2 separate regions of the Mus musculus genome follow, and region 1 is linked to region 2. Evidence: chromatin contacts called from public Hi-C data. All regions are on one chromosome and are shown on one strand. Each heading gives the region's core, a stretch centred on a gene start, on an enhancer-like site or on the middle of the called end of the contact. The rest is flanking DNA. Distances are from core to core; before and after follow the strand shown.

Region 1 (6,018 bases), core at 2,571-5,070, 190 kb after region 2:
CTCCCCTGAAATTAAATAAATTAATATATAAGGAGAACTTGGGGGTGGGGGAACCGTATCACACAAAAGTAAACACTGTCAGATCTCAAACAAGAGAAATCAACTGGAGGCAGCTCACAGTTTCAAAGGATAAGTTGAGATTCTGAAGTTATAATTGTACAGTAGAGCTCAAAGACAGGGATGTATCAGGGTCTCAGGTAGGTACTGGCGCCAGAGGAGAGATTTGTTATTGGTCAGTCCATGAGAATCCTCCTTCTTCTCTTTCCTGGTCCTTCAGGGGAGACACCCTCCCCTGTAGCCAAGTTACCTATCCAGCTATGTGGACAGAGTGAAACTCCTTCAGAATTAACTCTTAGGGAATATCTCCGACTAGGCCACTATTTGTGTCAGGATCATGTTGTAGAAAATGGTTGGAGGGATAAGTATGTCCAGTGCTAGTCAATGAGAATGACCTCATCAGCTACCTCAAAGTAGTACTTCCCTTGTGTTTTAGAAGCACACAGAGACTCACATAGCTGCCTGAGGATATAAGAACCAGAACTGAGATGTAGACCCAGAATTCTAGGCTAGCAGCTCATCAGGTCTGGTCACTAAAGTTGCAAATGAAGGAGAGTCAGAGAAGTTTCCAGAGTTCTCCTGAGCTCGAAGCAATAAGTCAAGACTCTTTCCTGCTTCTTGCTCCCTTCTCCCTGCCCTTGCCATATGTCATGATATTGGTCAATGCAGACAGCATGAATGAGCTCAAATTATAATCAGAACTTTGCCGTTCCCAAACAACTCTTTGTCTAGATAGCCTGCAGAGGCGAGGCCCGCCCACTCAGCAAAGCCTGACATCCCCTTTCTCACAATAGATGCTCTTTCAGGCCAAGGCACTACCGTTTCCTTCTGGTATTGAATGCGTGGGTATTGGGGGCAAAAGGTGGCTGGCAACAAGGCAACAGAAAAGAAAAAGGCACTGGAAAGATGCCTAAGCGTAGATCATCCTAAGGTTGGACTCAGACACTAGGGAAGCATGGATGAATCACTTAGGATATCCTTCACCATTGGCCTTACACCCCAGACTTTTACATTGACCAAGCAAAAGCTCATTGACTTCCTGCTCTGACTCCATTCTCTTTACCATGTAGGGAAGTGGTTTCCAGAGTCAGAATCATGGCAGCTGCAAGAAATCTTTATTTCCTGGCTGCACCAAAGGGACTGGACTCTGTGGAAAAGACCACACATCCATCAGGGTGTTTCTCAGCTCCCCTGGTGTTTCCAGAGTGCAGCCAGTTAAGACTCCTACATTAGAATATTCCTGTGCCAATGGCCCCAACCCTCCTTAGCTGGCTGGAGAACCTCTACTGCCTGTGTCCTCATGGGCTTGAGACTTTTATTGCACAAGTATACCCACCCTTGAGCAACTCCCCGGACCCACAGGAAGGCAACATGCTCTAAACTCTTGCTTCTTTCTCATCTCACTTCCTAGTCATGGTTTGAAGCTCTTTCTCCTCCCCCCCCCCCCCCGCAACTTTGGCTTATAACTTGGCTTGTGATCAGTCCAGCTGTCTTCCTGGCACCCTCTTTTGATGGAGATGGTTGACCTGATTGTGTTGCTCTGTAAAACTATTCATCATAAGGCTCTTGAGAGTGGGGGGGGGGGATCATTGCTTCTAACAGTGATTTCTGTGTATCTCTTCCTACAGTACTTAGTAAAGTGCTGACTAAGTAACATAGCGATCCAAAGCCTGAGGATGTGTGGTGGCTGTTGATAGTTTAGATGGAGTCAAGTTGGAGCTTCTGAAGGCTGCTAGGTCTATACTGGACCTCTTATTTAGAGACTGTTTCATATTGGCTATAGAAAAAGAAATGTCCATATTCTATTTTTTAGAGCTCTTTTCTTCTTTGTGGGAATACCAGGGATCAAAAGAATTAAGGCAATGCCTATGGGAAATTTGGTGGGGACCAGGCACAAAGAGTGACAACTTACTGCTAACAGGTGCCCCCTCCCAGCACTGAACTTTGTGGCCGGTGCTTTACATGTAGCTGTGCACACTGGTCACACTGATTAAACAGCCCCAAAGCTCAGACAGATCATTTGTCCAAGGCAAATGACAGCACTCCAAAGGAGCATGTGGTCTGTCATAGCCGGGTTCATGTCAGAGCAGACTTCAGGTGGAGAGGAGCTATAGGTGGCTGTTTCTATCCTTGCTGTGTGACAGAATTCCTCACACTAATGACAGTGGCTGAGGTGCCAATCAAGTACATCATCATGTTTTTTTTTTTTTTACAAAAGAGATACAAGTTCACATTCTTACGAAGCTTGGAGATATAGATGTCGAAGACATAATCTGCCGTTGTCTGTATATATAATCATGGTTGTGGTAGTGGCAGCATTTTCTAGGGAGGCAAATTGGTTGCCATAATTAGAAGCCAACTCAAACCATTATAGTGGAATTGGGGACTGCACTGAAAGTTGCAGGTTTGTGTTCTCATAGTCAAAGGAAAGGATAGGACTAGGCCCCATCCAGTGGTTGCATTGTGATTTATTGATGCAGATACTAGCAATCTGCAGATACTAGCAATATCTTCCTGTATGTCTCTCTTTCTAATGGCATTTCCTCTGACGGCTACAGGCAGGTTTCCTTTTCTGAAGTCCACACCACATAACACTGAGTTCCTAAACTATGATCCCAGCTGTGTGACAGGCTCACCACATTCCTAAATTTGTGGAAAAGGACTCTAAATGTCCAATGTCAGTCATATGATTCTAGGTGGTGCCCCGCTTTTGAACTGGGAACTGGGGTGGACACCACCTCCTAGATAGGAATGACATTGACAGAAAAAGGGAGGTTGATTAAATATAGGAAAGATGTACTAACTAAGAATACTGGCGTGCCTTGTGATTTATTGATGCAGATACTAACAACATGTTTTACTCTAGTCTACAGCAGTTTCTCCAGGTGGGCCTTGACATTCTTCTTTTACTGGGATGAAAAGTTTGGAAAACTGGGCATGTTAAGGTCCTAGGACTCTGTTCCTGGTAGTGGATGCCAGAATTCTTGAAAATCCTAGGCAGTTTCTAGGCACGCTTAGTCTCCAGTGTTTGCTCCTCCCTCTCCCTCTCCCTCTCCCTCTCCCTCTCCCTCTCCCTCTCCCTCTCCCTCTCCCTCTCCCTCTCCCTCTCCCTCTCCCTCTCCCTCTCCCTCTCCCTCCCCCTCCCCCTCCCCCTCCCCCTCCCCCTCCCCCTCCCCCTCCCCCTCTTCCTCCCCTCCCTCTCTCTTTCTCACATAAACACATTCTTTCCCTCCCCTCCTCCCTCCCTCCCTCCCTCCCTCCCTCCCTCCCTCCCTCTGTATGTGTGTGTGCACCTTTGTATCTCTGTGTGTGCATGTCTGTTTGTGCATATATCTGTGCATCACTGTGACTCTGTGTCTGTGCTTATGTGGTATGTCTGCGTGCTTGTGTAAATGTTCCTATATGTGTGTGAAAGTATGTCTGTGTATGCACGTGTGTATGTGTCTCTGTACTTGTGTATGTCTCTCTGAATATGTATGTACATTTCTGGGTACGTATAACTGTGTGTCTATGTATACATGTTTGTGTGTGCATGCCTATGTTTATATGCTTTCGTGGGTTTCTTCTTGGAGAGAGGCTCATGCTTGTTCGCTATAGAAGATTAACCATCTAGACCGTCTCCAACCTTCTAGACCATGCTCACTCTTCCGTGGCTGAATGAGATTCTGACCTGCTTATTTTTCAGCAGAGAGGGAATGTGCAGCCTGAGCCTGGCAGCCTGAGTCAGCTGCAGGCAGTGGCCTGGCAGCCTTGGACAAAGACTTTCTGTATCAGCCAGGAATGCACTGACCTCGCTGTGGCTTTCCTCTACTGGCTTGCATTTATGTTAAGCAGAAGGGAGGGAGAGCTGGTTTGGAGCTCTGTGTCTGTGCCTGCGGAACTGCCTGGTCACGTACTTCATACATCCCTGTCTCTCAACAACTGCTGTGACCTGGAGCTATAGCTCTGGGTCAGTGCTCTGTGGGTAAAGTGGAGACTCAGCAGAGCTGAAGGTCTCAGCTGACTGAGGAGCTAGGAGTCTGGAGTGGCAGGCAGAACCAAGGAAGGGCTGGGGGTGAAGACCTGGTTTCAGCCTTGTTTTCCCCAGCTGGTTGTGGGGTTCATAGCAGCATTTGATATTTCAGTTCTCAGGAATGTGAGGCCTCATGAAACCACAGACAGGGCTAGGAGACCTGATGTGTCACTATTCTCATCTTCCCCGTGTCCTAGGAGGGAACCCTGGCTTAGAAAACCTGTGACAATAGGTATAGTGGTCTTGCTCAGGCATGCACAGAAATGGGTCCAAAGGATGTCATCTGAGGGCGGTTTGCTGCTGGAGCTGGAAGATGTGGGTGAATTGTCTTTGCTCTGGTTTTGATTGGTCATAGACTACTTTGGGTCTTAGTCACCTCTGTTATCAAAGATTAACCATCTAGACCATCTCCAAGCTTTCCTTAGTTGTGACATGCTGTGGATAGCTAAAGAAGTCTAGGGAACCCCCAATACACACGTCTGCTATGCATTTGCATAGCAGATGGGTTCATAGAGACCCATATTAGCCTATATTGTGCCAATGTTATGGGAAGAATATTTGGTGTGTGTGTGTGTGTGTGTGTGTGTGTGTGTGTGTGTGTGTGTGTGTTTAAGGAAGAGAGGGGGAATTGAGACAGGGGTAAAGAAGATAAGGAGATTAAGAATGGGATTCCAGGAATGTGTCACACATTAATAGGTTCTCATAAACTAAAGCCATCAAGCCTTCTGCAGAAAATACAAGGGTGGGTAATAAAGCTGAAATAACAGTAAGGATGGTTTTAAATCCTTCCTATTTCAGGGCACAGTCACTCTATTGACTCAGGGTTTGTCACAAATGTTGGTTCAGAAATCAGCAACCTCTTCTTACTCCATCCCTTTGCCTGCTGGGGACATCCAGCCTCTGGTGCAGGCTCATCTAGATCTTCCCACCCTGGTCACTGCCATGAGGCTGCCAGTTGTCCTTCATTTTGAACCTACTTCATGGTGGCTTAAAAAACATCTGAGGACTTGACACAAAACCTGGGGTGGCAGGTCACATGTATTTGTCATCAAAGTGGGAAGGGTGTTTGTACAGGTGACTCCTTCTCCTGGGGATCTTGGCAGTTTTGGTGAGTGTAGTAAGAGCTAGACTTAATCTACTGGGGGATTTATTCCTTTTTAATTTGTAAGTGACACTTTCCTTAGACATCTAGCAGGGCTGGCTGGAAACAGTGAAGCTCATGTCTGAGGATGAGTTATACCCAGACACCAAGCTGCAATGTAGCCAGTTATGCAGAATATTCTGACGTCTAGTTGGGTGGTGGGTGGAGAAGAAGAGATCAGGGCGGTCCTCTGTCAAGAGCTCTTTTCTTTTACCTGATTCTGATTGTGGGTCTGTCGAACCCTGATCTGGCCCCACCAGGAAGGCGGAATGTAGACTCAGGAATGAGAGCAGACAGTGCAGCTTTGCCATCATCGCCTGCAGCTGCTCACATCAGGGGTGTATAACATAGCTGCACATACCAAAAAGGATCCATCCATCACACCCCTCTCCTCCTGCACCTTCCATTTTCCCTCCTGATTGTCAGCGCGAAGCTGACACACCACACCAGGGGCTCCTCATAATTGACAGTTCCAAATGGAAAAGGCTATGTGACATTCCCTTTGCTTAGAATGTTTTTATTGGAGACCAGTGTAGTGGTTCGTGCCTGTCATTCCAGCACTCAGGAAGCTGAGGAGAGAGCATTGATATAACTTTGAGGCCAGCTTGTGTTATATAGTGAGCTCTAGGCTAGCCTGGGCTACAGGGAGAGACCTTATTTTTATTTCTTAAAGACAAAAGGTATTTTTATTTTTAAAATGAAAACTTTATTATAAAGAACTTTCAAATAAAAACATCACACAGCAATATTAAGCCTCATCTTGTCAAGAAAGAGAGGTCATGAGGGAAGAAAAAATAGGCAGACAGAC
Region 2 (5,872 bases), core at 2,062-4,561:
TTGGAAAACATGACAAAAGAAATTTCATAGAGGAAAAAGAAGACGATTATGTTGTAAGATAATTGTGAAGGGATCTTTTAAATAAGTTAGTATATCACCCAAAAATTTCTGTGTTCCAGGACTTAATCTAGGAACAAGTTAATATAAGTTACCTTCTTTGTCATTAAAGAGAAAGAAGAAGGAGAACAGAGAAAATCAAAAGGGTTTGTATACACTTCCAAGCAAACTTATACATTACATATGGTAATTCTTTCCTACATACTTGTATTTAACTTTCACATGATTGTGTGAAATTTAGTAATTTGTTCAAGGATTTGACCCAAGAATGTCTAGTCGCACATTAATCACCATTTCTAGGCTCTGTAGAGATAAGGTTAACTCCTAGGTCTTAATGGCTTAAGCATAACAAAGTGGGGCCTAGGGGAATGGCTCAATAGGTCAAATACCTGCTGTGCAAGCATAAGGCTCTGGGTTCCAGCCCCAGCACACAGGTCAAAACAAACAAACAAACAAACAAACAAGCTGGGTATGGCACAGCTTGTCTTGTCGTCACAAGTCCAGGGAAACAGAGGTAGCGAACTCACTGGCCAAGCAGGCAGCCTTTCACCCTAGTCAGCTCAAGATACCAGGGAGATACACTGTTTCCAAAATCAAAATGGATGGCTAGGGGGAATGATTCCCAAGCTTCAGCGCTGATCTCCACATGTGCACATGTACAGACACACATGCACATGGAGAGAGTGGGGAAAAAAGAGAAGAGAGGAGAAGAGAGGGAAGGGGAGGAGACAAGTGATAGGTCTAATTACTTCATGTAGTTCAAAGTTCTGACTTGGGCTGACTATGACACCCAGGGTATCTCCATGCCTTCCTTTTTTAAAAATATTTTTTATTACATATTTTCCTCAATTACATTTCCAATGCTATCCCAAAAGTCCCCCATACCCTCCCCCCCCCACTTCCCTACCCACCCATTCCCATTTTTTTGGCCCTGGCGTTCCCCTGTACTGGGGCATATACAGTTTGCATGTCCAATGGGCCTCTCTTTCCAGTGATGGCCGACTAGGCCGTCTTTTGATACATATGCAGCTAGAGTCAAGAGCTCCAGGGTACTGGTTAGTTCATAATGTTGTTCCACCTATAGGGTTGCAAATCTCTTTAGCTCCTTAGACACTTTCTCTAGCTCCTCCATTGGGGGCCCTGTGATCCATCCAATAGCTGACTATGAGCATCCAAGTCTGTGTTTGCTAGGCCCCGGCATAGTCTCACAAGAGACAGCTACATCTGGGTCCTTTCGATAAAATCTTGCTAGTGTATGCAATGGTGTCAGCGTTTGGAAGCTGATTATGGGGTGGATCCCTGGATATGGCAGTCTCTAGATGGTCCATCCTTTGTCTCAGCTCCAAACATTGTCTCTGTAACTCCTTCCATGGGTGTTTTGTTCCCAATTCTAAGGAGGGGCATAGTGTCCACACTTCAGTCTTCATTCTTCTTGAGTTTCATGTGTTTAGCAAATTGTATCTTACATCTTGGGTATCCTAGGTTTTGGGCTAATATCCACTTATCAGTGAGTACACATTGTGTGAGTTCCTTTGTGAATGTGTTACCTCACTCAGGATGATGCCCTCCAGGTCCATCCATTTGGCTAGGAATTTCATAAATTCATTCTTTTTAATAGCTGAGTAGTACTCCATTGTGTAAATGTACCACGTTTTCTGTATCCATTCCTCTGTTGAGGGGCATCTGGGTTCTTTCCAGCTTCTGGCTATTATAAATAAGGCTGCTATGAACATAGTGGAGCATGTGTCCTTCTTACCGGTTGGGGCATCTTCTGGATATATGCCCAGACGAGGTATTGCTGGATCCTCCGGTAGTACTATGTCCAATTTTCTGAGGAACTGCCAGACTGATTTCTAGAGTGGTTGTACAAGCCTGCAATCCCACCAACAATGGAGGAGTGTTCCTCTTTCTCCACATCCTCACCAGCATCTGCTGTCACCTGAATTTTTGATCTTAGCCATTCTGACTGGTGTGAGGTGGAATCTCAGGGTTGTTTTGATTTGCATTTCCCTGATGATTAAGGATGCTGAACATTTTTTCAGGTGCTTCTCTGCCATTCGGTATTCCTCAGGTGAGAATTCTTTTGTTCAGTTCTGAGCCCCATTTTTTAATGGGGTTATTTGATTTTCTGAAGTCCACCTTCTTGAGTTCTTTATATATGTTGGATATTAGTCCCCTATCTGATTTAGGATAGGTAAAGATCCTTTCCCAATCTGTTGGTGGTCTTTTTGTCTTATTGACGGTGTCTTTTGCCTTGCAGAAGCTTTGGAGTTTCATGAGGCCCCATTTGTCAATTCTCGATCTTACAGCACAAGCCATTGCTGTTCTATTCAGGAATTTTTCCCCTGTGCCCATATCTTCAAGGCTTTTCCCCACTTTCTCCTCTATAAGTTTCAGTGTCTCTGGTTTTATGGGACATGATAAAGAAAATCACTGGTGTGCCTTTAAACAACCTACCTAACACTTACACTTGCATTTCCTAGATTGAAAAAAACATATCAACATCCCTACCTTCAAGGGAGTAGGGAGGTAGGAAAGCATTGTGTTCAGTAGGAAAATCAGGACTATTTAATGAACAACCATGCCTGCCATAGGTCCCAAAGTCTGTAGTCTTTCTCACTACTCTATACTCACAGCTAGGGGAGAGAGATTAAGAGTCTTCAAAGGGACCAGTGGCAGATGAACATAAATCTAGAGAGTTGGGAGCCATTACCCACGGAAGATCAAAATCAGGATGAAGATAAGTTATCTCTAAAATATACATGAGTGTCAGTGAAGAATGGATGGATCTTTGTGATGTGACTCAAGCTCACCGACAGATTTACAAGTATCGTAAGAGCATGAAATCTTGCAGAGTTTTAACACCCAGGACTTAGTTTGAAGACCTATTACGTAATAGCCCATCTCTGGCTAAAATGTGTATTATAGCAAGGCTTCTAAGTATATGGAAGAAAATAGCCTTCTCCTCCTGCCATGACTTTTGGTATAATGGGAACATTAGAGACTGAGGTTGATTTTAACATCTTTCGGAAAAGATACCTTAGCAATCAGCTAGAAACTTAAAAAAAACGATAACTATGCAGAAGAAAGCCAAACTTGGAGAACAGCACTGTCCCCCACACAGACAGCAGTAAGTCATCAGCTGAGTTGCTCTACCCTGAAAATTCTTGAAAGAATCTAGACTCACGACAACACCTCACCTTCCCTCATAAACGTTGAGTCATGGGTGATCCAAACAAGCTCGTTCCACACTGAAGGCAATTTCTCACATTGTTGTCTAGTGGATCACACTTAGTCACGGACAAGCCTAATTACCCCAAAGCAGTTACCAAACACCAGTGACAAGTTCTCTGAGGCCCTCCCCTCCACCCTCCACCTTGAAACACACACACACACACACACACACACACACACACACACATACACACACACACACACACATCACACACACATATTCTGACCTTCTCCGCCTAAGGAAGAATATTCTGCACTCTAAAACTGCCCATGAAGTATAGAGTCCAAGATTTCAAAATGATGCAACCACTTGGTAAAAGGGCCAATCACTTGGGTAAACATAGCCATGCCCTCTTCATCAATAACTGAGACTGGACTGTTTCCCAGGTCTGGTTTCTCCAAAATGCACAAAATGAAGAGGCTTGCTTGACTTCCAAAGGAAATGTCACCTGTTCAGCTGTTTACATGAGGCATGGGGTTGTCTGGCGGGAAATGGAATGCATTGTTTGAGCTCCCATCTATTTTAGTCATTCACATATCCCATTGCAATGCACGTATTTTAGTGTTATCTTACATTTCAGAAGGCTCAAAAGATGCATGTGTTATAAATAAACATGTGTGTTCTATATTCCAAATACAAACAAATACCAAAGACTTTTAATCTTTATTACATTTTATTAAGCTAAAATAATCAGGCTTTTTTTCCCCCTTAGATCTGAGCATGGCTTTTGGCCTTTGTGCAAGTGAATAATTGAAATGAATGCAAACACAATGTAATAGCAAGATGGTGTCCAAGAACTTCTCAGGACTGTGAGTGTGTATACGAAGTAGGTAGATAGATAGATAGATAGATAGATAGATAGATAGATAGATAGATAGATAGATAGATAATAGATAGAAAGATAAATAGTAGATAGATGATAAATGGTAGATAGATAATAGAAAGACAAATAGTAGATGATAGATGAATGATAGATGATAGATAGAAAGATAGATGATAGGTAGATAGATAGTAGATAGATAGATAATAGATAGAAAGATAAATAGTAGATAGATGATAAATGATAGATAGATAATAGATAGAAAGACAAATAGTAGATGATAAATGAATGATAGATGATAGAAAGATAGATGATAGATATATAGATAGTAGATAGATAGATAGATAGATAGTAGATAGAACTTTTTCTAGTTAAGTGTTTGCACTATTGGTAATTTATTAAATATTGTTCATTTTGGTTTTGTAAATTTATGTCTTCATATAGCTCAGGTATGCCTGCAATATCTTGCAATCCTGCAAGGTCTCGTGGGAGTTGAGATTCGTGGCGATGTTCTGCTGTTTGCTGCAGTTGAGTGTAGCCTATAGTGTTGAGCTGTGGATGAATTAACGGTCTGTGAAGAAAAACATCAGGTTCATTTACGATCACTTCTTTTTTAAGCTGAGGAGGAGGTTTGCACTGATCTTTTTTCATGTTTTTTCTTCTTCCTGTCACCCCTCCCACCTCAGAATGGAACAAGGACCCCGCACTGCCTGGGGTACTGGGTCTCAATACACTTTTCTGTGCTTCATTCTCTTCCCATCAAACTACCGCTAATTTCTCACTGTGTTCTGGCTTAGATTCTCCATTAAGGTCAAATTGTCCCCTCCTGCTCCTCCACACATGCCCTGCTCATTCATTCAGTTCCTGAAAAGGGCATTTATTGAATATTTGTTTTGTGGGCCAGGCTGGAAGGTAGAGCCTGAAGAGAAAATAGTGTGCAGTTTTTGTCTTCATGGAGCTTGGAGTCCAGGGTGTGAGGATGGAAAGACAGCCCATAATCAAATAATCACAGTAATGCACTGCATACCCAGGAGGGCCTAAGAAGGAAATCACTGTGCGTGTGTGTGTTTGGGGATGGAATGTGCATTGATGGAGAGGTCAAGGACAGAGTCTCAGAGGCCAGCTGGGCTGCTCATTGGGCATTTGCCAAGTGAACAAGTGGGGAGAGGGTATTTTGAGCAGAGGGAACATTCTGTACAAAGGAATGTTGTATCGGCTCATATTGCTAGTCTGTGGCTGCTAAACTCTGATTCATCCTCCTTTCAGACAAGCAACATAGTTCTTTAAGTCTAAGAGGAAACTTAGAGATGATTCAGCCCGTCCCCCTCACTTCACAGATGTGAAACCTGAGCTCTAATGTACTGAGCTATGATGGATCCAGCTTTGACCCATGGCCAATACCCCAGCAGGAATGTTCGAGCCATTCAACATATTGAGCACCAACCGGGGGGCGGGGGTAGATAGCATGAACGGTGCGCCAGCGAACTGCATCTAGACTGCTTTTCTTCCTGCGGGAATGTGTGTCTCTATGGACATAGCCAGAGATTAAAAGCAGTTCCGTGTCAGAGGATCTAAGTAGGTCTTGACACTCTGCCTGGTGACCTTGAAAAGGTTACCCTTGCTCACTGATCCTAAGTTTCCTGTTATGTGAGTCAGCATACTAATTGGACCTTCTTCATGGGTTTGTTATAAGGATTAAGTGTGATAACATTTGCAAGGCACGGGCACTCAATAAATCCCAGGGTTCGGTAATAAAGCTT

The links. Hi-C and Micro-C count contacts between places; a contact is called where the count stands out from the background.
Region 1: a Hi-C map of muscle stem cells shows a contact between it and region 2, with 2.5 times the contacts expected there. The contact joins two enhancer-like sites. A contact is called at or near these places in 4 of 39 promoter capture datasets (the 3T3-L1 cell line, 3T3-L1-derived adipocytes, frontonasal cranial neural crest and 1 more), 1 of 15 datasets of contacts at CTCF or cohesin (the NIH/3T3 cell line) and 5 of 484 Hi-C or Micro-C datasets (embryonic fibroblasts, muscle stem cells, nephron progenitors and 1 more).

The regions. Positions count from the first base shown.
Region 1 is chr9:50,002,146-50,008,163 of GRCm38.p6, forward strand. No RefSeq gene overlaps it. Among named protein-coding and RNA genes, the nearest start is that of Gm25633, 180 kb to the left of the region's middle. Within about 2 kb of position 3,821, at least 71 of the 459 cell types and tissues checked have an H3K27ac peak or open chromatin away from gene starts, as enhancers often do. A contact at or near this core is called in muscle stem cells, where this site is marked.
Region 2 is chr9:49,811,025-49,816,896 of GRCm38.p6, forward strand. No RefSeq gene overlaps it. Among named protein-coding and RNA genes, the nearest start is that of Gm25633, 12 kb to the right of the region's middle. Within about 2 kb of position 3,312, at least 11 of the 459 cell types and tissues checked have an H3K27ac peak or open chromatin away from gene starts, as enhancers often do. A contact at or near this core is called in muscle stem cells, where this site is marked.